Regions from separate parts of the Anas platyrhynchos genome. Here region 2 is linked to region 1. The links are chromatin contacts, called in public Hi-C maps. All regions are on one chromosome and are shown on one strand. Each heading gives the region's core, a stretch centred on a gene start, on an enhancer-like site or on the middle of the called end of the contact. The rest is flanking DNA. Distances are from core to core; before and after follow the strand shown.

The links. Hi-C and Micro-C count contacts between places; a contact is called where the count stands out from the background.
Region 2: a contact with region 1 is called in a Hi-C map of subcutaneous adipose tissue, with 2.9 times the contacts expected there. The contact joins the promoter of SPTY2D1 here to the enhancer-like site in region 1. A contact is called at or near these places in 2 of 8 Hi-C or Micro-C datasets (skeletal muscle and subcutaneous adipose tissue).

Annotation. Positions count from the first base shown.
Region 1 is chr5:29,414,543-29,418,218 of IASCAAS_PekinDuck_T2T, forward strand. No RefSeq gene overlaps it. Among named protein-coding and RNA genes, the nearest start is that of PTPN5, 19 kb to the right of the region's middle. Within about 2 kb of position 1,984, at least 3 of the 8 cell types and tissues checked have an H3K27ac peak or open chromatin away from gene starts, as enhancers often do. A contact at or near this core is called in subcutaneous adipose tissue, where this site is marked.
Region 2 is chr5:29,604,496-29,608,169 of IASCAAS_PekinDuck_T2T, forward strand. SPTY2D1 (SPT2 chromatin protein domain containing 1) reads left to right here and starts at 1,561. Exons shown (of 6, transcript XM_027459301.3): 1 at 1,561-1,737. The coding sequence starts at 1,678. IGSF22 (immunoglobulin superfamily member 22) reads left to right here. Exons shown (of 18, transcript XM_072038564.1): 18 at 1-814.

The DNA of each region.
Region 1 (3,676 bases), core at 734-3,233:
TTATAGTTCATGATTGGTTTAAGTAATTTAAATAATGAGTTCCTTTTGAATCACATGCTCTGTACATTACAGAAGCATCTTACAGTCTTGTCATCTGCTTATTAATAAATTGCATAAGAATACTAAACCATAGTTCTTCACTGAGATGAAGGAGATGAAAAACTATTTTTCTTCCACCTTTAAAATATGTGGATGGCTATGAATAATTTGTGAATTTCCTGTACATGTCTCCAAGCCCATCTTCATCACTGCCTATAAAAAATGAACTAACCTGGTCAGAAGGCAGTGGGCCACGATAGTCCCAAGACACTTAACAGGACTGCAAGAGAACACGGCAAACTAGGTCTGTGTGGCTACCTACCAACAAGCTCCAGTTTGAATCACTGGGCCATTTTACCCTCTCTGTAAAGCTAATGAAAGTATCTCAGTTCTCTGCTGTTTTCCACATTCAGAATTCAGCATAAAAGACAACTGTGTTGATTGCAGGCAGAAAAGTCTGAATCCCAAGAGGACTCAAGTTTCTCCCCAGGCTGCTGACAGGACCCAGACTGTCAGTATTGGTGCTCAAGTAAAGTTGACTCCTTTCAAAACCTCAGTCTTGGGTCCCAAAATATTCGTGTCTTTCCCAATTTGGAGATCAGACTGTAATCTACATAATAGATGTCTTTTAGGGATTAAGTAATGTGTCACGGTCAATATGGTGAATGAATTACTCTTTTAGTTCCTTTTTTTACATGGTGCTGCACAAAATTGACTCTTCTGTTCTCATCGTTTCTAATCCTGCCTGCACATCTGCAGTCTTTCAGATTTTCTTGAACAGAGTGGGGTTTGCTTTGCACCTAACTATAAACCCAAATTAAGCACTCCCTCACCCTGCTCTTCTAGGTTTTTCATCTCCTTTTCCTTGAATGAGATTTTGAAACATGGCTTTCAGACATATTTTTGACACACTATTGCACTGTGCCAAAGTCAAATAGCAAGTTCTCTGGTCTCGGCAGATACATGCTCTCTTTCCAAGAGCAGTGTGCCTATTATGAAGCACAAACAACGGCCAGTTATTTCAGTAGAGCTGAGCTTAAGCTGTGTTTTCCTGGAAAAATATATTACCAAACAGTAACAAACACAGCTGTCTGGTTTTTGTTTTGGGTCAGGTGGTAGGAGATCTGAAATCAATTCAATCTCCAAGATTCAAATCCTGAATGAACAGATAATGAGAAAATGTACTGCTCAGGGAATTATAATGTATGTTCACTTTTCACTCCCTCTCTTCTAGTGACAAATTCTACTTCCTATTACACCAGTGTAAATTCACAGCAATAGTATTGATCTCAGTGGGGTTACACTGAAATATATGCTCATACATCAAATTAGGGTCTGGCCCTCTATCCAAAGGTGAAAGGCATGCTGTGAAAGATGCTGATTACTTATTAACAGTGGGTGCCTGCAGTATCACTACCAGCTGAGCTAATCTGTATTTCCAGCACTTTGAGGATCATTTACTAAAAAAGTTTTTAATACATTTTAAGCTGTGAGTTTAGAAAATGGGAATCCTGAAGAAAGCTTTTATTATTATTATTATTATTTTATTTTTATTTTTATTTTTATTTTTATTTTTATTTTTTTAATTTAACTTCACAACTCTGAGAAACTTGTTCAAAATCCGAGTGAAAAGCACTGTCCTGCTCTGTAGCACCCCCAGATGCACTACTGTGGACGGGCTAGTCAACTGTGTGATTTCATGGACACTGGCCTGAGGGTCCCAGCAGCCAGGCCCTGCTGCCCACCTTGCCTTGACCTGCCCCTCTCCCAACCTCAGTTACTGATCTCTCCCTCCAGCTCCCTGTGGCCTTACTTAAACTTCCATCTGGGAAAGTACCACTGTTTGGGGCTGTCTCAAAAATGTCTTGAGTAAGGATTGAACGAAACCTATGTTGAAACAGTTTCCCGCGACTGATGAGTGTACATTTTCTGAGCACAGTCTCTTTGTCTAGGGCTTGACTCCAAGAGTCACAGCCAAAGTCTGGCTATGCTGGCAAAGTCTCTTGCAGATATTTCTTATACCATGACTAAAGGAGTTTTTCTGAAAGCATTGCTACAAAGGAGTACATTCCTCCCCTCCATCCCACACCTCCAGCTAGCAATTATTCTAGCCAAATACTGTAGTACAAACCTGACCTCAATCTATCTACCTCTTCCTGTGGACATAACATAAAAAAAAGTTGCAGCTTTTCCCATTCATGAGAGATCAATTGTGTTCAGAGCAATAAGCAGGGTTCTGATTACAGGGGGCCATACCCCTCAATACCACCAACAGGAGCTGTGTGTGGTGGGACAGTGGTACAGCCAACACTCCGCCACCCTCCCCAGTACAGATGCAGCTGCTCCACAAGGGAATCAAACCTGAAATCTCTAGGGTGTTGTCATAGAGCATCCAAAGAGAGTTATTAATTTAAAAGACTGCATTTATGCTCCAAAAGTTTCACTTCGTTGAGCAAACATCTCCCTGTTCTCCTTTCCCCTCCCACCTTGCCCTGTCTTCATACATTTGGCTCCTTATTCAGTGTGTAAAGTTAACACCTAAGTCTAAGCAAGGGGGCCATTTTTCTTATAGACCATTTCATTTTTCTTTTGTAACAGTCCCTGCCATTTTGCAAAAAAAAGTTCCCAGCTTCAGAGAGAACAGTGCATGCCTGCTGTGGGTGTTATGCGAACGGAAATTATGTGGTTTGGATTTTTACGTGAGAATTCCAGGAGAAGGCAAAATGTTGCAAATAACCTCTATAAATCATTTTAAACAAAGCTCAGGAAATGCCCTAATGATTTAGCCGGCAATATCTAAAAAGAAGTTCACACTGTTCTCTGACTCCTAGTAAGTAAGTGTGTTTGCTTAAGATGTAATTGAAAAAGTACTGTGTTAATGTTTAGATTTTCCATTTTGTATCTCCTGTCCAGACACAGATCATTGCTGGCAGCCCTTAATTTGTACTATGCAGCATTTCATCATCCAAACAACAGTCCCTCTGGGGCTACAAAGTAAATGGCTGAAGGGAGATAGGTACCAACTGGCTGGGGAAGGCTGGAGTGAAAGGCTGGTGACATCTATAGAGCTTCAGAGTTACTGCAGTTTCCCTTGCCCTTCACTTTCCTCAATCATTCAGGCTGGTGAGAAACGACAACCCTTTATTCAGTGTGGGATTCTACACTTCAAACCTTGGTCTGGTTATTTTCTGCCTGTGCTGCCTCACACTTTTATTTACAACACTGCAAAATACCAGATTACTGTTTTTTAAGAAATGTTCTTTGCTGGACAGTAAAGAACCATGATTCTTTACAGTTCTCTTCAGTTCAATTCAGAGCTAAGTATTGGGTGGAAAGAGGATACATTCTCTCCTGTAAAATACCTGTTCCAGTTACACAAGTATGAGGAAACAAAGTCAATATCAAGCACCATATTTGCCATCCGGAGGAAGTAGTTTCAGGACAGCAGCACAAGGATAGTTTGTCTTGTTGCCATCAGCCTTTGACATTCTAGAATGAGCTCTGGAAAGAACATATTTGGAGCCCAGTAATAAAAACTGGGAATTCATGATCATTCCCCTTACCAGTCTTCCACCAAGCTTAGAGGCAGAATAGCAGATGAGCTGTTCTGAGAGCTTATGCAGTTATAAAACTCTCC
Region 2 (3,674 bases), core at 311-2,810, 190 kb after region 1:
CATGGGTGCAATCTGGGAATCCCAACACAGCTGAATCATTCGTTACCACCCTATAAAGTGCCTGCTGCATACACATACACAGTGACGTTATGTCTCCCATTGGTAATGTAGATACAAATCCCCTCTGCTAAAGGATGTGTGGTACCACAGTATTGTCATATACAGGAAAAGGTAACAACTGTGGTTAAAGGTTTCCAAAAAGTGGCACACGGCAAACAACTGCAGTACCATCCTCTGGCTTGCTCAAAAGTCCTCTTTTCGAGGCAGGGAGAGATTTCCTCCACTTGCCCTCAGGATTACAGTCAGCAGAACGAAGACTGCATTTAGCCAAGTATTCCTGCCAACTCCAACACAGACCAAAGTAAGCAAATAAAAAAGCCCAAGAGTAACAATCATCACTCTGTCAATACTGTTGTTGTTATACAGGAATCTGAGTCACACTAAGAGGCCTCTCAAGGAAGGGAGCAGTGGAGATACAAGAAATTCAAGACGGAGCAGGGAAATTCTGATTAAAGAAGCATCACAGCGGAGATGAGGTGGCAGATAAGACCACAAGAATATGGCATCATAACCTTATTGACAGCGTCATGGGGGAAAACAGAACTGAAAAAGTGAGAAACGATGGTAAACCACTGCCTGTAAGAAAAGACAGACTAAAAGGTCTTAAACCAAAGCAATACTTAAGATGAAAACTTAAAGAGAGTAATAAAATAAGGAGGGCGGAAACCAGAAGATGTAATCTAGGTCTGAGTCAATTAAAAAGACAGCACAGCCTGGTTCTTACTGGGGTCAAAAAACAGGGGGGAGAGGAGAGAAAAAGATGTTCTTCCAGGGTGAGGGGGTTAAACCAGGGCTGAGGCAAAGTGAAGGCAGTGGGAGGTGAGGGGTGCAGACCCCACCAGAGCAGGCCCTGCAGGAGCAGCTCCAGACCTCAGGCTCAGGAAGCCCAAAACCACCAAGCCGAGCACTGCAGTGCCTCACTGGGGCAAATCATCCCCTTCCTCTCCCCGCTCAGGGCCACACTGGGTGTCTTTACACAGAGCTGCTGTGGGGCTCAAAGCGGTGCCCAGAAAGGAACTTCAGATGTGGAAAACGTGATGTGACAGCGGGAATGAGGCAAAAAGGAGACTGGTAAAGGCCGAAAGCTGGAGGCAATGAACGCGGGGTGTTACGAAGTAGTATCGAGGCAAGTGGGAGCACCACTGAAACCAAGAGGAGGAGGAGGCAACGTGAAGTTGGAGGCACGGAGAATTTCCAACCTCCGCCCTGTCAGCAGCGCGGGGGAACTGAAAGAGAAGAGCCTGAGGAGCCCCGGGTGGCTGCGGGCTCGGAGCCACACGTCAGGTCAGAGAGGAATTCGCGTCGAGAGAGCAAAACGACAAGAAGACAGCTTCTACGAGAAGCAGAGGAACTTTTATTGTTATGTTTATTTATTTTTAGAGGAACCGAGGCGATAGGAGACCACTCGAAGGAGGGGGCCCTGGGCCCCTCCCCCTTGAGCCACGGTTCGTGAGGCGACGCGCACGTCAGGGCGGAAGTGACGCGCGGGCCGTGACGCCGGCGCGAGGCGAGGCCACAGAAGGGGGGCAGGCGGCGGCGGCCGGAAGCGAGCGGCGCGGGGCGGGCGCTGAGGGGAGCGGAGAGGCGGCGGCGGCGGCCTCGGCTCCGGCCCCGGCCATGGATTTCCACAACATCCTCGTCATGGCCTCGGAGCAGCAGGGCCTCAACGCCGTGCCGGTGAGCGCGCGGACGGGGCCGCCGGGGCCTTCCCTTCCCTCCCCTCCCCTCCCCTCCCCTCCCCGTCCCCTTCCCTCTGGGGGCACCGGGCGCGGGGCCGCTGACAGGCGGCGAAGGCCCCGCGGGGGGTGGCAGCCGGGGCCGGTCCCGGGGCCGTGCTTGGGGGGGGCGGCCCGCAGCGGCTGCTGGTTTCGCTGTGGGGCGGGTGTGGGGTGGGCCGGTAACGGGAGGCACCGAGGCCGCGGATGAGCCGCGTGCCGCCTGGAGGAAGGGCCGGGGGCCTCCTGCTGCGCTGGCATCCCGGGGTGCGTTCCTTCGGCAGCACCGAGCTGCGAGCTGTGTGTGCTTAGGTGCTCGACAAATATTGGCTTATGGCAGGCACCAGCCAGGGAAACACTTGGGCTGTGTGTTCTGTACCCAGGCGTCAGGGTTCTGTGCTTCAGCGATGAAAGCGGTGTAAATGAGGGCAGGTAGAGGCGTTTAGCATAAAAGGTGGGGAGGAGGATTAAAAGCGTAGCCTTTATTTCTGACACTGCTGACACGGGCACCCCAGGATCGAGGTTTGTCTTAGACTCTGTGTCACTACTTAAACTTTGTTAATGTTCGCCGGTGTTGTGACCAGTCACTCGTGTGAACCAACCACATGGTAGGTACACAGAATTCATCAGATCCTGCTGTGTTTTTACAGCTTATAAAATATATTTTGTATACATAATATGTATACATTTATATGTACTTCATATACATTTACAAATGTATACATTTGTAACATATCTTTTGTATTTAGTCTGATCGAGTTTGTCTCTGAATCTACATAGAGATGTTATTTGTAGCATAAATAGGAAAATAGCAGCTACGTAAACATGGTAAGGTATTTAAATGCCTGGTTTATTACTTTTAAAACTTTGTTTCACAAAGCTGGTTTTGGGTGGTTGTAGTAAAATTTCAACCTCTTCAGTTTTCTCTTGCAGTTCTTAGGTGCTGCACCACTCTTCCCTGTCACAGAGTTATGAATTACGATGATGAATTGATGAAACATCTGCCATGCTCCCTATCCCAGATATTGTGCTGGGGAGGCAGTCCTACCCGTTGTGCAATGGGTGAGGAGGGTTTTGTTGCTGCTTTTAGAAAAGGCAGGATTAGGATTTACTTGATTAACTCATGCAGAGGGAGTGCAATTATATGCATAGCTGAAGCAGGGTTGGTTTCTTGCCTCTCTTGCATGTTAGTGGTGCAGCTTTTAACTATCAGATGACCTTGGTCTCCGAGAAAAGTGGAGCTGTGCTTGGCACTATTATCTGCAGCTGCTGGGCTTCAAAAAAAGGCCTGTGGAGGTTTTCTGATCTGTCGACATCTAAGTCACTCCACTAGAGTAAAACTAATGCATAGAATTCATTCCTATAAGAAGCACGTAAGTAACCATACATATTTTTTGATTGAAATACTTTACAGACAAATTATACAATTCACTGCTATGTAATATTGATGGGTTTCCAGAAATGTTGATTTCTGCATTAATCAGCATATCCCTTGAATTTCCATTTGAGGAGTTTAAAAGAATCAGTGCACTGAATTAAGTATTCCATGCTTACTGTAATGAAAAAGAGTAACACAAGTTATGTATAAGTTGACTTTTTCTGTCGTTTATAAGAAATAATATGGTCCTGTATCATAAAAGAGGGACAATATTGCATCATGTCGTTGTAAAAACAGCTCTGCTTGTTCATCTCCCAGTGGAAATAGGTTAGAAAGGAACACTGCTGAAATGAACCTTCCAGGGCCCTATTAATTGCATCAGGTTGGGTTTCTAAATAGAGAAATAACTAAACTAGTGTATTAATGACGTGTCACTAGTAATCTTCAAATCAGTAGCTGAAAAATGTCTCTTTTTCTCATGTAGCATTCGGGGGGGAGGGGGGGGAAGGGGAGGAGCTTCA